Linked DNA regions of Mus musculus: region 2 is linked to region 1. The links are chromatin contacts, called in public HiChIP or PLAC-seq maps. All regions are on one chromosome and are shown on one strand. The core of a region is the stretch at or near the end of the contact, and the rest is flanking DNA. Distances in the headings are between cores, read along the strand shown. Region 1 holds the start of Mroh1 (maestro heat-like repeat family member 1). Region 2 overlaps Mroh1 (maestro heat-like repeat family member 1).

Region 1 (3,370 bases), core at 370-2,869:
TCGTCAGACAACAGCAATCCTGCTTCTCACCTGGGCCTCTGAGAACCGTAGGAAAGAAAACTAAACACAAACATCTCCAACCCCACACACAGGTGACCGGGAACTGAGACAAGCACAGGTCAACAGGTCCCACCTCTGGCCTCTGGAGTCCCTTGACAGTCACCTCTGAGGGAGGGAGATATGACAAGATGCAGGTTTGAGTAAGGCTGCCTGCCTGGACATCCGTTTCAAGTTAATGAAGGCGGCCAGGCCTCAGCCATCGACTTTGACAGTAGAGCCCAGAAAGACATTCCTCATTCGAGCCACACATCTCAGCCTAAGGCCTAAGAGTAGAGCCTGCTGGCAGAAGCATCTCCCCGGCCTGCAGGTGCAGAGACTGCACAGCCAGCCAAGTCATAAACACAGGCTCCACAGGAATATCCCACAACCAGTGGTTTGCATAGGATCTCTGCTCTGGTGCCCCATCAACCCTGTGTCTGCTGGGGGTCTCCATCTAGATGACCATGGCCAACCAAGTCTAACAGAGCAGCTAAGACTTAACCCTTCACCTTCACCCCTGCCCTGCTCCACCTACCTACTTCCTGAATTTTTTTAATTTTACCATTTAATTAACTAGGTCGCAGGCTGTTCCTCCATTTCTACTACCATCCCCTTCCTTCCAAAGAGTTTCCTGCCTCCAACCAAGACTAGCCCCTCAAAGTTAGCCTCTGCCTTAACAGTAACTCCAGCTCACAGCCCCAGGTCTCCAGATGCCGCCCTCTATCCCTCTCCCGCAGGTCCTTATGCTTACTCACTGCACTTGAGTTTACGGTTCCATCCATTACCTTGAGCTCTGTACAGGGTAGAGCAGAGTCTTGCTGCATAACTGCACTGACTTGGTTGGAAAATTGGAATCCCAAACCTGGAGTGTCAGCCCTGGCTCCACCTCACCTAGCTCTCACCTTGCCTGAATTCTATACTCTGAGAGTTTTGTGGCCTTCTCCCTGGGGCCAGCAATCCTCGTGACTCTGGACAAATCACTTTCCTGCTCTACACCGCCTCCTTTAATCCGCAACGAGAATACAGAAAGACGAGTGGCTGCGGTGCGGTGAGCACTCGCTTTGCAAGTCCCTGAATTAAGGCTCAGTTTTATGAAAGAGACAGAAATGCCGGTAGCCCAGTTGCGGAGGTCAAAGACCTGAACACGTAGCCCCTACCCCGCAAAGGACCAGGGTCTTGAGTCACCGAGTTCCCGGAAGGGACTAGGACATGGATCACGCGACCCACGAGACAGCAGGGACAGGGACCAGGGACCACGCGCCGATGTCTGACAAGTCAGAATTGAATCGCAAGCTCCGAGATCCCTTCCAGGTGTAAGATGCGAAGCCGGGCCCGCTGGGCACACCTGAGATCTCCCAGCACCTCCTGGCACCGGCCCGCTGACCTTGGGGAGGCGCCCCTTGACACAGCTTCTCTTGCTGCTGGCAGATGGGGAGGCCCCTAGGCTCTCTGGTCCAAGTTCCTCAAAGGGTGCCTGGCCCCCACCACCAAAGATGAGCCTTAACAAGCCGTTTACCTGAGGAGCCGCCGCCGCCGCCACGGCCCGGGCGCCGCCCTCTATGCCCCAAGCGTCTCAGAGTAGGCGGAGCAGCGCCCCAAGCCCATCCCCGCAGCCCTCTGGCCAACTGCGGCCTGGCGCGCGGCAATTTGGCCCCGCCTCCGTGCGATCTCCACACTCATTGGTCAGAGTTCTGTCCCTCACGTTAACTCCGCCCACTCTCCGCTCCATGGAGCGCCTAGGTACACCTACTTCTTCCTGTTCTCTGCTGGGTACCCCAGCGGTCCGGTGACCATTTCACAAGACAAGTGTGAGTACTGCTGCTGCGCCAGACGCCGTCTGCGCAAGCGCTGTTCTCGAGAGTATTCGGACTCGGCCTCCAACTGCAGAAAACTCCACCAGGCGGGACCGGTGGCGCACTCCTTTAATCCCAGCACTGGAGAGGCAGAGGCAGGTGGATCCTTATGAATTCGAGGCCATCCTGGTCTACATAGTGAGTTCTAGGACAGTCTGGGATAAAAAGTGAGACCCTATCTCGGGAAGAAAACAAAAATAAAAAAAACAAAACAAAACAACAACCCAGCTGTCACGGACACACACAAGGTATTGTCATTGTTGTACATTGGTCACACACTAAACGCCTAAAACTACCCCAAACCCCTAAATGTACACATGGCCATGCCCAACAGAGGTACATGTCCAACCTATCAACAAGACATTGGGAATCAAGATGATCATGTCCTAGCTACCTGGGCTGCTTGCTACCTACCACTGTTATTCCAGCTCCAGGAGCAGCTAAAGCCTCTAAGGCTGGAAAGAGGTGACTAAAAAAGTAAAAGTAAGCCATACTACAGGATAAACTTTGGGTTTGGTGCCAAGAAAGCAAGGTTAGATAAGAGAGTTGGGGACGATCATGCCAGGAAGACTTGGCACCTGCAAAGAACCAGAGGTTGCAATCACCCAGATGTGTGTAAACAAGAGAAAGTTGTGGGTAGAGTTCTGAAAGCAAAAGAACCAAGAACCTGTCAAAGGGGAAGCAGCTACCATGTATCTAGGCTGACAGCATCGTTGGATGTGGAAATTAAGCTGCTGCGGTTGAACCAGGTCAGAGGCAAACACACAGCCAATATTCTTTTTCCACGATGAGAAGGACTTGGATGAGTTCTACTGAGAGGATAGAGCCCAAGAGAGAAAAAGACAGGACAGGACTCTCTGAGTAAGAGAGTGAAGCATTTGGGGCTGGCAAAATGGCTCAGTGGTTAAGAGCGCCAACTGCTCTTTCGAAGGTCCAGAGTTCAGATCCCAGCAACCACACGGTGGCTCACAACCATCCATAACGAAATCTGATGCCCTCTTCTAGAGTGTCTGAAGACAGCTACAGTGTACTTACATATAATAAATAGATAAATCTAAAAGAAAAAAAAAAAGAGAGTGAAGCACTTTGTGGATGGGGTCATGGCCTAGGAAAATGCTAGAAAACAGAGAGAGGGGACTAACTTGGGTAGCTGCCAGGGAAGGAGGTCTTTTCCATGCTAACACACAGGAGCCCCCCCCCCGTTGCTCTCCCCCGCCCCCAGCCTGAAAAACCTTGCAGTGGACAGTGGCAGTGCTCTGGTTGGCCACATTCCAACAAGCCCTGCTGATCCTGTGCTCCACAGCACACAGCCCACAGCCCCCCCCCCCACGCCAAACATACAAGCTGCCCTGTATGTATCACAACGTAACTTTTACTTTTATTATTCAGCATAAGGCCCAGCACATGAGGTACTGGGTAAAATGCAGTAGAGCTGATGGACTAGTAAGGGTGCAGACAGAAAGAAGGACAAGACAAGG
Region 2 (3,294 bases), core at 301-2,800, 48 kb before region 1:
GTAATGACCGTCTTACCTTAAAAATGCTAAAGATGCCGGTGGACTTCCTAAACACGTCTGACCTCACAAAGTCCTCCAGCTGTGCTAGAGTGTCCTCAAGGTGGGTAATGGCACAGATCCCAAAGCAACAGGCCAGGCCCTGGGGAGGTGCACGGGTGTGCTCACACTTGGGCACAGTGGCCCACCTGCCCACACGCTGTGTGGGGAGGAGTGTATATCCACACGTACACAAAGTTCCACACACACATAAACCTGAAGGCACACAAATACACGCGGACATCCGTGAGGAAGCAAGCAGTGTGCCTCACGTGCAAGCATGCATGTACCTATGTGCTCACAGCACACGTGGCTAGCTCAGAGCGGCAGATGAACACGGCCTCACAGCCCCGGGCACTGGGGACTACCTACCTCCTGCTCTGCCTCCTCTTGATATCTGGCTGTCTCCAGCAGCTCTCGGAGGTGTTTCCTCACCACCTCCTTACTTGAAGCAGCACCCAGCGTGGTTCCAATGCACTTATACAGGAAGTTCTGGAACACAGGGAGAGAACACAGATGAACCTGACTCCTGAGCAGACAGACACTTGCACTGTGGTGGGTACTGCTAATGGATAGCTGTATCCTTTCCTCCTTTTTGGTTTTTTTGATATATGGTTTCTGTATGTGGCCCCAGCTGTCCTGGAACTAGCTGTGTAGACCAGGTTGGACTTGATCTCATAGATCCGCCTACCTCTCAAGTATTTGGGGTTAAACGTGGGCACCACTACACCCGGCCCCTTGGAGAGGAAGCTGTATTTCAAGCAGGACATAGGAAGGGTCCTGCATGAGGAGGTGAGACCCAGGCTGTGTCTGAGGAACAGTGAGCAGGCAGCTGTCCCCCATCCCCCAGCTGTTAACTGCAGCGAGGAGCCTCCTGACCCTGCTTGCTTTTTAAGTGGCTTGGCCAGGGTTGCCAGAGTCAGGAGACAAAGACACAGACAGGCGAGATCAAAGACACAAAGCATGGGAGCTGGGGACTGTGCAGAGATCCCCATCCCCAGCTAGCTTGTCTCAGGCACCTTCTCCTGAGGAGTCCCACTGTAAGAGGGCAGTTGCTTGCACATCTCTTGGCTCAGCTGGCAGATCCAGATGTTGTCAGATACTACGGCCAGGGTGTCTCGCAGGAACTGAGGGGGGAGAGCATTGGTGAGGCCTGAGGCAGGGCCTTGACACGTGATAACCTTATGGTGACTCCTGTTGGTAAGTGGCCTTTGAAGGTGGGTAGCTATGAGGCAGGCTGAAGCACAAGTGGCTCTGAACTCGGCTGGGGACGGGGAAGGAGGGAAAAGCCCTTTCTGTGCCCAGGATGAGCAAAAGTCCCTCCCATTTGGTGCTGAGTGACAGAAGGTACAATATCCTGCCAGGGACATCTGAGACCAGCCACCATCCTTACCCCAAACTCCCCCCACCACTGAGCCCATCCCCTAGTCACACCACCAGATGAAGTTGGATAACAACAAGCCCCTTGGAAGGCACAATACACTGGTCCAACATTTGCTGCCCTGGCCCTCTGTGCCCAGGCCCAGAATGTCCCAAAAAGGCACAGACAGGCCCTTGGCCTTCTGCTCCATCTCTCACCATTAGAAGCTTTTCTTCCCACTCCTTCAGTGACAGGCTTTCCTCGGTGTGCTCTGAAATGACCAATAAGCCCACTGGCTGGGGTCCTGCCAGGCAGGCTCATTCCAACATGCACTAGGTGGGCCCTCCTTGTCTCTGGGAATTCCCAGAAGGAACGCAGAAACCAGTCAGGCCACAGTCACACCCCCTTCCCTTGTGAGCCATCCAGGCCCTTTCTTAGATTACAGCTTGGATCGTTTCTTTCAACCCGAACGGCATACTGGGTGCTAGTGGGGTCAGGGGTGGCTAAGGGGCTCCTGAGCCTCACAGGCCTCACCATCCAGGTACTCCAGCAGCATGGGCATGGTTGTCTCCCACCGCTGGCCCAGGAAAGGGTGGATATTCTGATGCATAACCTTCAGGAGGCGCAGGGAGGCCGCTCCACGCCCATCTCCCAGGTAGGGATTAGAAGACACAACCTGAAGGAGAGGAAGGAAGGGGGTCGCCTAAGCATGGAGCCGCCTGCCATCTCCTGGCCACAGTGCCCAACCTGGGGACCAGCTTCCCAGGGGTGAAGGGAAAACCAGCAAACACGGGGGCAAGGAATGCCAATGAGACGGTGGCAAGGGTCAGGCTTGCCACAGAGCTGACAGGGACTCTGGGGCCGAGAGGCCACTCTTCTATCAGAGTAAGCTCGGTCACGCTGACACCTACGAGAATGTCCCATGAAGGACAGTGTCAGCCCGTGTGCTGAGACACAGTAACAGACCCGTTGCTTACCAGCAGTCGTGTGGTCATAGCGAAGGGAGACGGGAGGTTTGCTGGACAAGAAACATGGAAACAGTTACAAGGCAGGGATAGGATAAAAGATGGGACCATAGGCACAAGCAGGCAGCTGGGGTGGGACAGCATGCGAAAGCAGCTGGGGGTGGGGTGGGGTGGGGTAGGGGGGTGTCAGCAGCAGGGGCAGGGCAAGGGCAAGGCAGAGAGCTGAGAGAGGACGAGGTGTAAGGGCATCATGGCGTCGGTGGGGTCAGCCAGGGGCACGGTGGTTGGGCCTCCACACCATTCGCGTTGTACTGGATGAGGAAATCATCTGCCCCAGCCTCCTGCCTCTTCAGGGCTAAGTGCACAAGGCTCCTGCAGAGCGGGGTGAGGGCCGCAGTGAAGCGCACCGGGGTGAGGAACTCGAGGAGGTAGGGCCAGAGAACCTGAAGGACAGAGGGCCACGGTCTGTGGACTGCAAGCAGGTGGGCACGGCCTCCGGGGCAGTAGAGATGTCAGAACTGGATCTCCACTGCTATACAGGAGCCGGGTAGCTTGAGAGGGGCCGATGCTAAGACAGACAGTGTGTCCGGCCATTGCTGAGAGATCCTCTGAGCACTGTCCGGCCACTGTCCCCTGGAGGCCACACTCTCCGCTCCAGGCCAGGGATGGGGAGGGCAGGAAATCTAGGACTGGGAAAGCTCAGGCAGCCAGCCTCGGGTCAGAGACATGCACACTCACACTGTTCATCCTATCCACTGTGGTGCTGACCAGGTAGAGGGTGCGGATACTGACAGCCCGCACGCTATCTGCCGCCAGGTCCTCCCCATCAGGGCCAGGCTTCTCAGGCTGGAGGAAGAGGCAAACGAGAGCACGTGTGGATGACTGTCCACACACCAAGGTTAGCATGAGATGGACCACGAGGTCCATCCAGGT

Evidence for each region. HiChIP or PLAC-seq counts read pairs in DNA pulled down with a chosen protein or histone mark.
Region 2: a contact with region 1 is called in an H3K4me3 HiChIP or PLAC-seq map of the SCID.adh cell line, with 31 read pairs. The contact joins the enhancer-like site here to the promoter of Mroh1 in region 1. A contact is called at or near these places in 21 of 39 promoter capture datasets (the 3T3-L1 cell line, 3T3-L1-derived adipocytes, the C10 cell line and 13 more), 6 of 484 Hi-C or Micro-C datasets (the HPC-7 cell line, embryonic fibroblasts, embryonic stem cells and 3 more), 9 of 115 datasets of contacts at active chromatin or transcription factors (the NIH/3T3 cell line, the SCID.adh cell line, T-cell acute lymphoblastic leukemia and 4 more) and 4 of 9 other capture datasets (adipose tissue, embryonic stem cells, liver and 1 more).

What each region holds. Positions count from the first base shown.
Region 1 is chr15:76,378,762-76,382,131 of GRCm38.p6, reverse strand. It overlaps Mroh1 (maestro heat-like repeat family member 1), which reads right to left and starts at 1,619. Exons shown (of 44, transcript NM_175457.4): 1 at 1,556-1,619.
Region 2 is chr15:76,427,022-76,430,315 of GRCm38.p6, reverse strand. It overlaps Mroh1 (maestro heat-like repeat family member 1), which reads right to left. Exons shown (of 44, transcript NM_175457.4): 15 at 3,100-3,207; 16 at 2,660-2,804; 17 at 2,374-2,414; 18 at 1,931-2,072; 19 at 1,615-1,667; 20 at 1,056-1,163; 21 at 409-528; 22 at 17-139. Among named protein-coding and RNA genes, the nearest start is that of Mir6954, 4.5 kb to the left of the region's middle. Within about 2 kb of position 1,550, at least 5 of the 459 cell types and tissues checked have an H3K27ac peak or open chromatin away from gene starts, as enhancers often do. A contact at or near this core is called in the SCID.adh cell line and T-cell acute lymphoblastic leukemia, where this site is marked.